Regions from separate parts of the Pan troglodytes genome. Here region 2 is linked to region 1. Evidence: chromatin contacts called from public HiChIP or PLAC-seq data. All regions are on one chromosome and are shown on one strand. Each heading gives the region's core, a stretch centred on a gene start, on an enhancer-like site or on the middle of the called end of the contact. The rest is flanking DNA. Distances are from core to core; before and after follow the strand shown.

The links. HiChIP or PLAC-seq counts read pairs in DNA pulled down with a chosen protein or histone mark.
Region 2: a contact with region 1 is called in an H3K4me3 HiChIP or PLAC-seq map of stem cell-derived excitatory neurons, with 3 times the contacts expected there. The contact joins the promoter of SNRPE here to the promoter of PLEKHA6 in region 1. A contact is called at or near these places in 3 of 7 Hi-C or Micro-C datasets (induced pluripotent stem cells and stem cell-derived neural progenitor cells) and 1 of 1 datasets of contacts at active chromatin or transcription factors (stem cell-derived excitatory neurons).

Annotation. Positions count from the first base shown.
Region 1 is chr1:44,710,734-44,714,622 of NHGRI_mPanTro3-v2.0_pri, forward strand. PLEKHA6 (pleckstrin homology domain containing A6) reads left to right here and starts at 1,802. Exons shown (of 27, transcript XR_010150977.1): 1 at 1,802-3,709.
Region 2 is chr1:45,227,749-45,231,637 of NHGRI_mPanTro3-v2.0_pri, forward strand. It overlaps SNRPE (small nuclear ribonucleoprotein polypeptide E), which reads right to left and starts at 2,192. Exons shown (of 5, transcript XM_001158544.7): 1 at 2,046-2,192; 2 at 1,537-1,563; 3 at 34-96. The coding sequence starts at 2,099.

The sequences.
Region 1 (3,889 bases), core at 552-3,051:
TCTGATTGTGCCACTGCACCACCTTAGCCTGGGTGACAAAATGAGATCCTGTTTCTAAGCAAATAAATAAATAAATAAACATTTTTAAAGGGATAAAAAAATTTGCTGTGGGGGGAAAAGCAATCAGACAGCTAAATTTCTGACTTAGTTGCCAGCCATGTATGATTTTCATTTTAATCTATCAACCCTCCTTCTCTCTTCTAGGTAATTGTTGAACCAATAGCTGCTTTTATTTGGGTTTTCTACTCTTTTTCTACATGTCTTTAGCTCTTTTGCTAAAATGTCGTTACTAGCAGTATCAATACTAATCATAACTGATAAACAAGAACTAGCATGCAAAAAGTCACTAGCGAGACTAGACCACAGTTAGGAAAATATTTTCGAACGTGATTTCTTATTTCAAATGAGTAATAAACATTTACAAATCTGAGCCACTGGCCTTTTCTCATCTAGGTAAATGTCCCCAGGAACCCCAGGCTAGATTAGACATTAAACAAGACAAAAATCTCGTGGAAAAATAGATCAAGAGGTGCTCAAAGAAGACAGTAGTGTAATACATGTTTTCAAATATATGTCATCTTGTCCCCTGTTTCCGCCCATGTTCAGCACAAGCAGCTGCCCCTACTGGTTGCTCAGGTTGGACTGGGAGTGCACTGATTGCTGGTATTTTCCCTTGAGGCATCTTGGCAGCAGCTCTGGCGGTTTATATTCTTGGCCATCTCAGGGGCTAGGCAGGTGGCTCTGTGCTTTGTCAGTGGCATGAGTCCTACAGGTGTTTCATATGGCTGGTGACAGGGGACTGCAGCCTGGCAGAGTCTGCTACCTTGATCTGCCAACTTTCTCCAATTCAGAAACGAAGGGGCACCTAGACCTTCATCTGTGCTTCCCAGGTGCAGCTCTGCTTCATTGTCAAATGAAGCTTTCTCTACTAGAAATTTGTAGGATCTGAGAAGAGAGAAAGAATTTGGACATCATGGGTTTCTGCGTGTCTTCTGCTTCTGGAGAATGGACTTAACTTAGATCTGGCAGCCAGGATGTTGGCAGAGTCAATTTCCAGTGTTGGAGTGCGAAGGATGTAATGAAAACAGCTCTGGCCTGAGACACTGGTGGGCAGATCCTTTTCAGCCACCACCTTTCTCAGTGACCTTGACCAGCCCCTTTCCCTTCTCTGTTCCTCACTTGCCATATTCAAAACAAGAGGATTGGACTAAATGTTCTCTGAGGCATCTCCTAGCTTTACCATCTATCAGATGTATACACTTTAAACCCTCCAGGTTGAGAATTTGGGATCTATGAGAAGGATCACAGGCTGTTTCTTTTCCCAGAAAGATCTCCCCACACGCACCCTGATGTTGCTGATGGTTATATTGAGAGTGCCTCTAAATAAAGTCCAAAAGTACAGGATTGTGGTTAGAGTTAAGAGTAGTTCTCAGTTATGACCATATCAAGCATTCATCAAATGTTAATTGGTCTGGGCACGGTGGCTCATGCCTGTTATCCCAGCACTTTGGGAAACTGAGGCGGGTGGATCAGATCACTTTAGGTCAGGAATTTGAGACCAGTCTGGCCAACATGGTGAAACTCCATCTCTACTGAAAATACAAAAAAAATTAGCCAGGCATGGTAGTGAGTGCCTGCAGCCCCAGCTACTCAGGAGGCTGAGGTGAGAGGATCACTTGAACTTGGGAGGTGGAGGTTGTAGTGAGCCGAGATCATGCCACTGCACTCCAGCCTGGGTGATAGAGCGAGACTCCATCTCAAAAAAAAAAAAAAAAAAAATTGTTAATTGGTGCCGCAGGCAGCTGCCAGGGCTGTAAAGATGGATAAGATGGAGTTCCTGCCCCAAGGAGCACACAGTCCAATGGAGGAGACAGATGACTAAATCAAGGATTGCATTACAGTGTGATAAGTGCTACTATAGGGTTATTCATCAGGTGCCATGACACATGGAGGATGGACATATAAATCTCTCCGGGGTAGTGTCAGGAATGGCTTCCTGGAGGAGGTGGCACATGGGTAGACACTGAAAGGATGAGTAGGAATTACCTATGTGGAATGGGGATCAAGTCTCCTGGAATGCTCACAAAACGTATGTTTGCCCAACAGATAATTGCCAGCTGTCATGGAACACATTGCTCCCTTTAAACACAGGTGTCTCTCTCATCGTCTAATTATTCTCCTGGGCCTGGCACATGGATTGGAACTGTATGTACCTAACTGGAGCCCCAGTGGCAGATCCGGAGTAAGCTGGGAAAGCCAAATGGACTTCAGCATTTTTTCTTTTTTGAGACAGGGTCTCGCTCTGTTGCCCAAGCTGGAGTATACTGGCAGGATCATAGCTCACCGCAGCCTCGACCTCCCAGGCTCAAAGTGATCCTCCTGACAGTGTTCTGAGTTGCTGGGACTACAGGCTCGTGCCACCAGATCCAGCTAATTAATTATTCTTATTATTTGTAGTGACAGGGTCTTGCTATGTTGCCTAAGCTGGCTAACTTTGATATAGACCCTGAGATAGCAGAACTGTGGGCTCCAGCAATACTGCTTTTGGTATGCCAGTATGAAATGCTTGCAGTCTGCATTCTGTACACATAACACATTCCCTTCTCTCTCCATTTTTCTTCCTTTTTCCTTTTCCATTTCTGGTGCAAGTTAGGGGGAATGGAATGGAGGGACATAAACGCTGTTGGTTTCTGAGTATTTCTAAGGTCTCCCTGTGATTCTACTTAGTCATGGCAGACTTCTTGGAGGAGGTGCTGGGAAAGAAAGGTAAGGACTAGCTCGACTAATCAGGCTGGCATCTGAGCTAGGAGAGGCTCCCCGGGCCCCTCGCTGCTCACAGCCCCGCCACGCTTCCGTGCCTTTGACCTTTGTTCCTCTCCTAACCTCCCACCAAGTAGAACCAGGTTTAATCACTTCCCTTTTTCCGTTCAGTGGCTGGACATGTCCACCAGGTTCCTGATTCAAAGCTCTTTTAGTCAAACTGGTTCTCTGCGCGGTGCGCCTGGATTGGGGGACTTGGCGCTGCCGGCGAGTTCTCGGGGCTGTAAATTACCTTCCGAGGCGGCGGCGCGGCTCCGCCCCCGGCCCCGCCGGTGGTTCAAGTGCAAGATCGGAGCTGGGAGCGGAGAGGCAACACCCCTGCTCGCACTGCAACCTGCTCCCTTCGGGGAGGGATCCTCCCCGCTCCAGCTTCTGCTCTCCGGGCTCCGCCAGGCTGGAGGGCAGCAGAGCCAGGAGGAACGGAGACCCAGCGCTGCCCGTTAACAGTCCCGGCAGGAGAGGCATCGTAATTACTCACCGCGCTAATTGCCCGTCATTAAAGTTCAGGAAACGGTCCGAAGAGGAGCTCCCGAGTCGACGAGGAGGCAGGTGGTGTCTGGGGCTCCCGGCCGGCCAGGGTTAAGCGCTTGCCTGCTCCCTGCCGCCCGGCTTGAGGCCAGCGCGTCTTCAGTGGGGAGGCCAGCCACTGCCAGGGACCCGGGAGCGACGCCGCCAGCCCGGCCGGACCCCCTCCCCCACCACGGCCTCTGGAAGGGGGCAGCAAGTGGGGGTTCCCGGGTACCAAGCCCCCTGCCCAGCCGGCGCCTGGGGGCGCAGAGAGCGAGAGGGGCTGCAGGGACACCGAGATGGCCGATGAGATTGACTGGCTGGACCTGCCCGGCCGGTGGGCCTACGGAGTTGACGGCGGTGGGAGAATCTTCTTCATCAAGTATGTTGGTCTCGCTCTTCTTTTTATTTCAATTTTTTCCATTAAGTTGCCCAACTTGAAAAGTGGCGGGGCTGGGGGCAGGCCAGAGAAGGTGGGTGAAGCGGTGGCTACAACGGCGGGCATGACTAATAAGTTTATCACCATGCCTGTTTGAATGTGTCTCCCGCCTTTTCCTCAATG
Region 2 (3,889 bases), core at 942-3,441, 520 kb after region 1:
ACTGCTATGAGATGAAATCGCCTGGATACTCACAATGATACAGCCTTCTATCCGCATATTCACTTGCTCATAGAGCCACACCTGAATCCGCGATCTCTGAAATAATCATAAAAGTGGAAACGTTAAAAAAAGAAAAATAGGGCCGGGCGCGGTGGCTCACGCCTGTAATCCCAGCACTTTCGGAGGCCGAGGGAGGTGGATCACAAGGTCAAGAGACAGAGACCATCCTCGTTAACATGGTGAAACCCCATCTCTACTAAAAATACAAAAAAAATTAGCTGGGCGTGGTGGCGCACGCCTGTAGTCCCAGCTACTCGGGACGCTGAAGCAGGAGAATCGCTTGAACCCAGGAGGCAGAGGTTGCAGTGAGCTGAGATCGCGCCACTGCACTCCAGCCTGGGCACAGTGAGACTCCGTCTCAAAAAAAAAAAAGAAAAGAAAAACAGGCCAGGTGCCTCGATTCACACCGTTCCCATACTTTGGGATGCCAAAGCGGAATAATTCGCTTTATGGCCAGGTGTTCAATATAAGCCTGCGCAACATTAAGCAAGATCTCCCCGCCCCCCGCCCCCCCAAAAATTGAAGTATACAAAACCTAACCATTTTGGTCAAACGACAAGAGAAATATGGCTCCTAAAAAAATTGTAATGAATGTAAGTCAAAAGTTTTAACTATTTAGCCCATATCTAAGAATTATTCACCAATAATAATAACCTCAAAGAGAATTTTCATTTAATAAGTTCTATATTGGAACTGTATAAGCTAATAATTTTCCTGTGATTTTGGGACTCAATATTTCTTACTGCTTCTGGTCTCAATCTATTAAGAGTGAAAGTTTTTGACAGCATAGCACAAAGCAGTAATTTCTAATGACCAAGGGCTTATCTCCTGCAGCAAAATCCAGTTCCAAAACAAAGCTTTCTCATGTCACACACCTAACAACTAGGACAGGAGCCCTCAATTCAGGTGGTTAAAAATTATTATCACCTGAAATTAATGTTTTTCAGTTGTGTTATCACACTATAAAATTTAAGTTGCTAAAACTTCCCTCAAAGGAAAGCAGCTGCCACTAAACTCCTCTGAAGCTACCCCTTCTCTCTTCCTTTTTTCGTCTTTAAGTTTTCCCACAGGTATTAAACACACCACCTCTTGACATGGTTTAAGTTGGCTGGGTTTTTCTTCCAATGTTTCATCCTAAAGGGGAGAGGTTCCAATGTTCTAGCCATAATCACTACTAACAAAACTACTGATGCCCAAATACCATGGTCAAGTCTGCTAATAATACTTTTTGGAATTAAAAAGTATTTTTGATCTTGCAAAGTAATGGATACAATTCTTTGCATGTTGGGAAGTGGCATGGATACACACCACTTCATCACATTAGTGCTAAGTACTCCTTCCCCTCAATTACCCTCCAATCTCCAGTTACATCTATTTTTAAATTCTAGAACACAGCAATCGCTCAGGTTAACACAAAAAACTAAATCAGTTCACCTCTTATTTAAAAAGTAGTTACGAAACAAGCAACTTACGTACATTTTGTAAGTATCTGAAGATGAGGTTCTGCACCACAGTGGCTAAGGAAAAAATACAAAAGCAGCATAGACTCTGCTTCCTGAAACAACTGGACGACCCTATTCCCGTCTCACCTTTGTTTACTAAACGCGAGGTCTGGTGCTTACGCAAACAACAAGTGCCCAGCTGGGCATTCATTAGGGGTCTTCTAAAGACTAAAGAACATCCATTCCACTTTCATTCCCCTGGAGTTTCCCAAAACCGTTAACTCCCGTTTTCACTCCGCACCTAAAGTTCTCTTCCCTCCTTTTGCCGCGTCCATTCCTGCATTCCCCACGGCAGGGGTCCACCCAAGACCACCTCCCCACCATCACGGTTCAACTACCCGCGCTTTCTTCCAGTCTTGGTAGCCCCGGGGGCTCATGGGATGTGGATCCGTACTCCGCTATCCCAGGCCTGCTCTCAGCCTGCGCCTTCGCACCCCGTATTCTGACCCGAACCTCCTAGTCCTGACATCCCGCGTAGGATACGATGGGCTGCACCATAACCTTCTGCACTTTCTGGCCCTGGCCACGGTACGCCATGGTGGAATTTCACAAAGCGAACAACCGCACGCGGCCTCTGAGAGCAACTTCCGGAATAAAGAACCGGAAGCGGAAGTGTGAAGGTCACGCGGCGGCATGGGCGGCTCCTGGGAAATGCCCCTCTAGCCATGAAGTCACGTTTCTCCGCTGCATGGCCTCCGAGGGAGGCCAAACTGAGGCGGCTGCGCTGTGGAAGGTGGGCCGGTCCTACAGCGCCACTTGGAGGGAGGCGGGAGGAGGTGCCTTCGGTTGTATAGTGGCCGTGGTATGGGGAGTGCCGTCCTGTCTCCAATTTCTTTTCTTTTTTTTTTTTGAGGCGAAGTCTCGCTCTGTCGCCCAGGCTGGAGTGCAGTGGCGCGATTTCAGCTCACTGCAACCTCAGCCTCCAGGGTTCAAGCGATTCTCCTGCCTCAGCCTCCCGAGTAGCTGGGACTACAGGCGCTTGCCACCACGTCCGACTAATTTTTTGTGTTTTTAGTAGAGACGGGGTTTCACCATGTTGGCCAGGATGGTCTCGATCTCCTGACCTCATGATCCGCCCGCCTCGGCCTCCCAAAGTGCTGAGATTACAGGCGTGAGCCACCGCGCCCGGCCTGTATCTCCATTTTCTGAGTTAGCTTGAAAAGCCAAAATCGTCCCAGTGTGTATCTCTATGTGTAAAATGAGTTAATTTCGTGCCTTTCCTAAAGCCTATTTTGCTGGAGTTTAGGCTTGATAGCAGCGTTGTGGTGGAAAGGGTAGGGCGGCAAGGAGCCCAAACTTCAGGCCTCCCACCTCTGGCAGTCGGCCAGGGGCGGTCTGCATTCCAAAGCCAGATGCCTGGTTCCCTCCAGTTACGGATTCAACTCTCATCCATTTCGTGGAGAGTTACTGTTCAGGTGGCAACTGAGGGTGGCGATTTACCAGGAAGACGCTGAAATCCACATGCTGGGCGCAAATCCAGCTCTTTTAGAGTTGGGTGACCAAGGATAAATTACTCAGCCTCGCCATGTCTTGGCTTAGTTTCCAAAACGGAGATTATAGTAAAGATTAACTTTACTCAGGGGCTTGAAGATTCAATGAAATAATTGTCTATGTGTGCACACAGTTAGGCGTCAGCCAGTGTCAGAACATGTCCTTCCCTGGATAACACAGCTACTAAGTGGAGCAGCTGGAATTTGTTAGGTGTGCCTGACCCCAAAGTCCACCTACCTTTCCATTGTGTCATGGCTTGTGGCCTGGCAGAGATTTCATTTAATTGGCATACACATGTTATAGAGGAGGAAACTGAAGTTTAGACTTTTGAAAGGACTTGCCTAAGGGAACACGGATTAGGGCAAATGGCAGAATCAAAATTAGCTTTTCTGAGGGCTTCTGTTTAATGGGGATAATAGTAATAACGACTTCAGAAAGGGGTTGAGTTGAAAGTGATTTTTAAACTACACAAAGCGGCCAGGCTCACGCCTGTAATCCCAGCATTTTGGGAGGCCGAGGCAGGTGGATCAACTGAGGTCAGGAGTTCGAGACCAGCCTGGGCAACATGGTGAAACCTTGTCTCTACTAAAAATACAAAAATTAGCCATGCATGGTAGCACATGCCTGTAATCCCAGCTACTTGGGAGACTGAGACAGGAGAATCACTTGAACCCAGGAGGCAGAGGTTGCAGTGAGCCGAGATCATGCCACTGCACTCCAGCCTTGGTGACAGAGCGAGACTCCGTCTCAAAAAAATAAATAAGAATAAATAAATAAATAAACTACACAAAGCTGGCAAATGCATGGGATAACTATTTCCTTTAAAAAATTTCAGC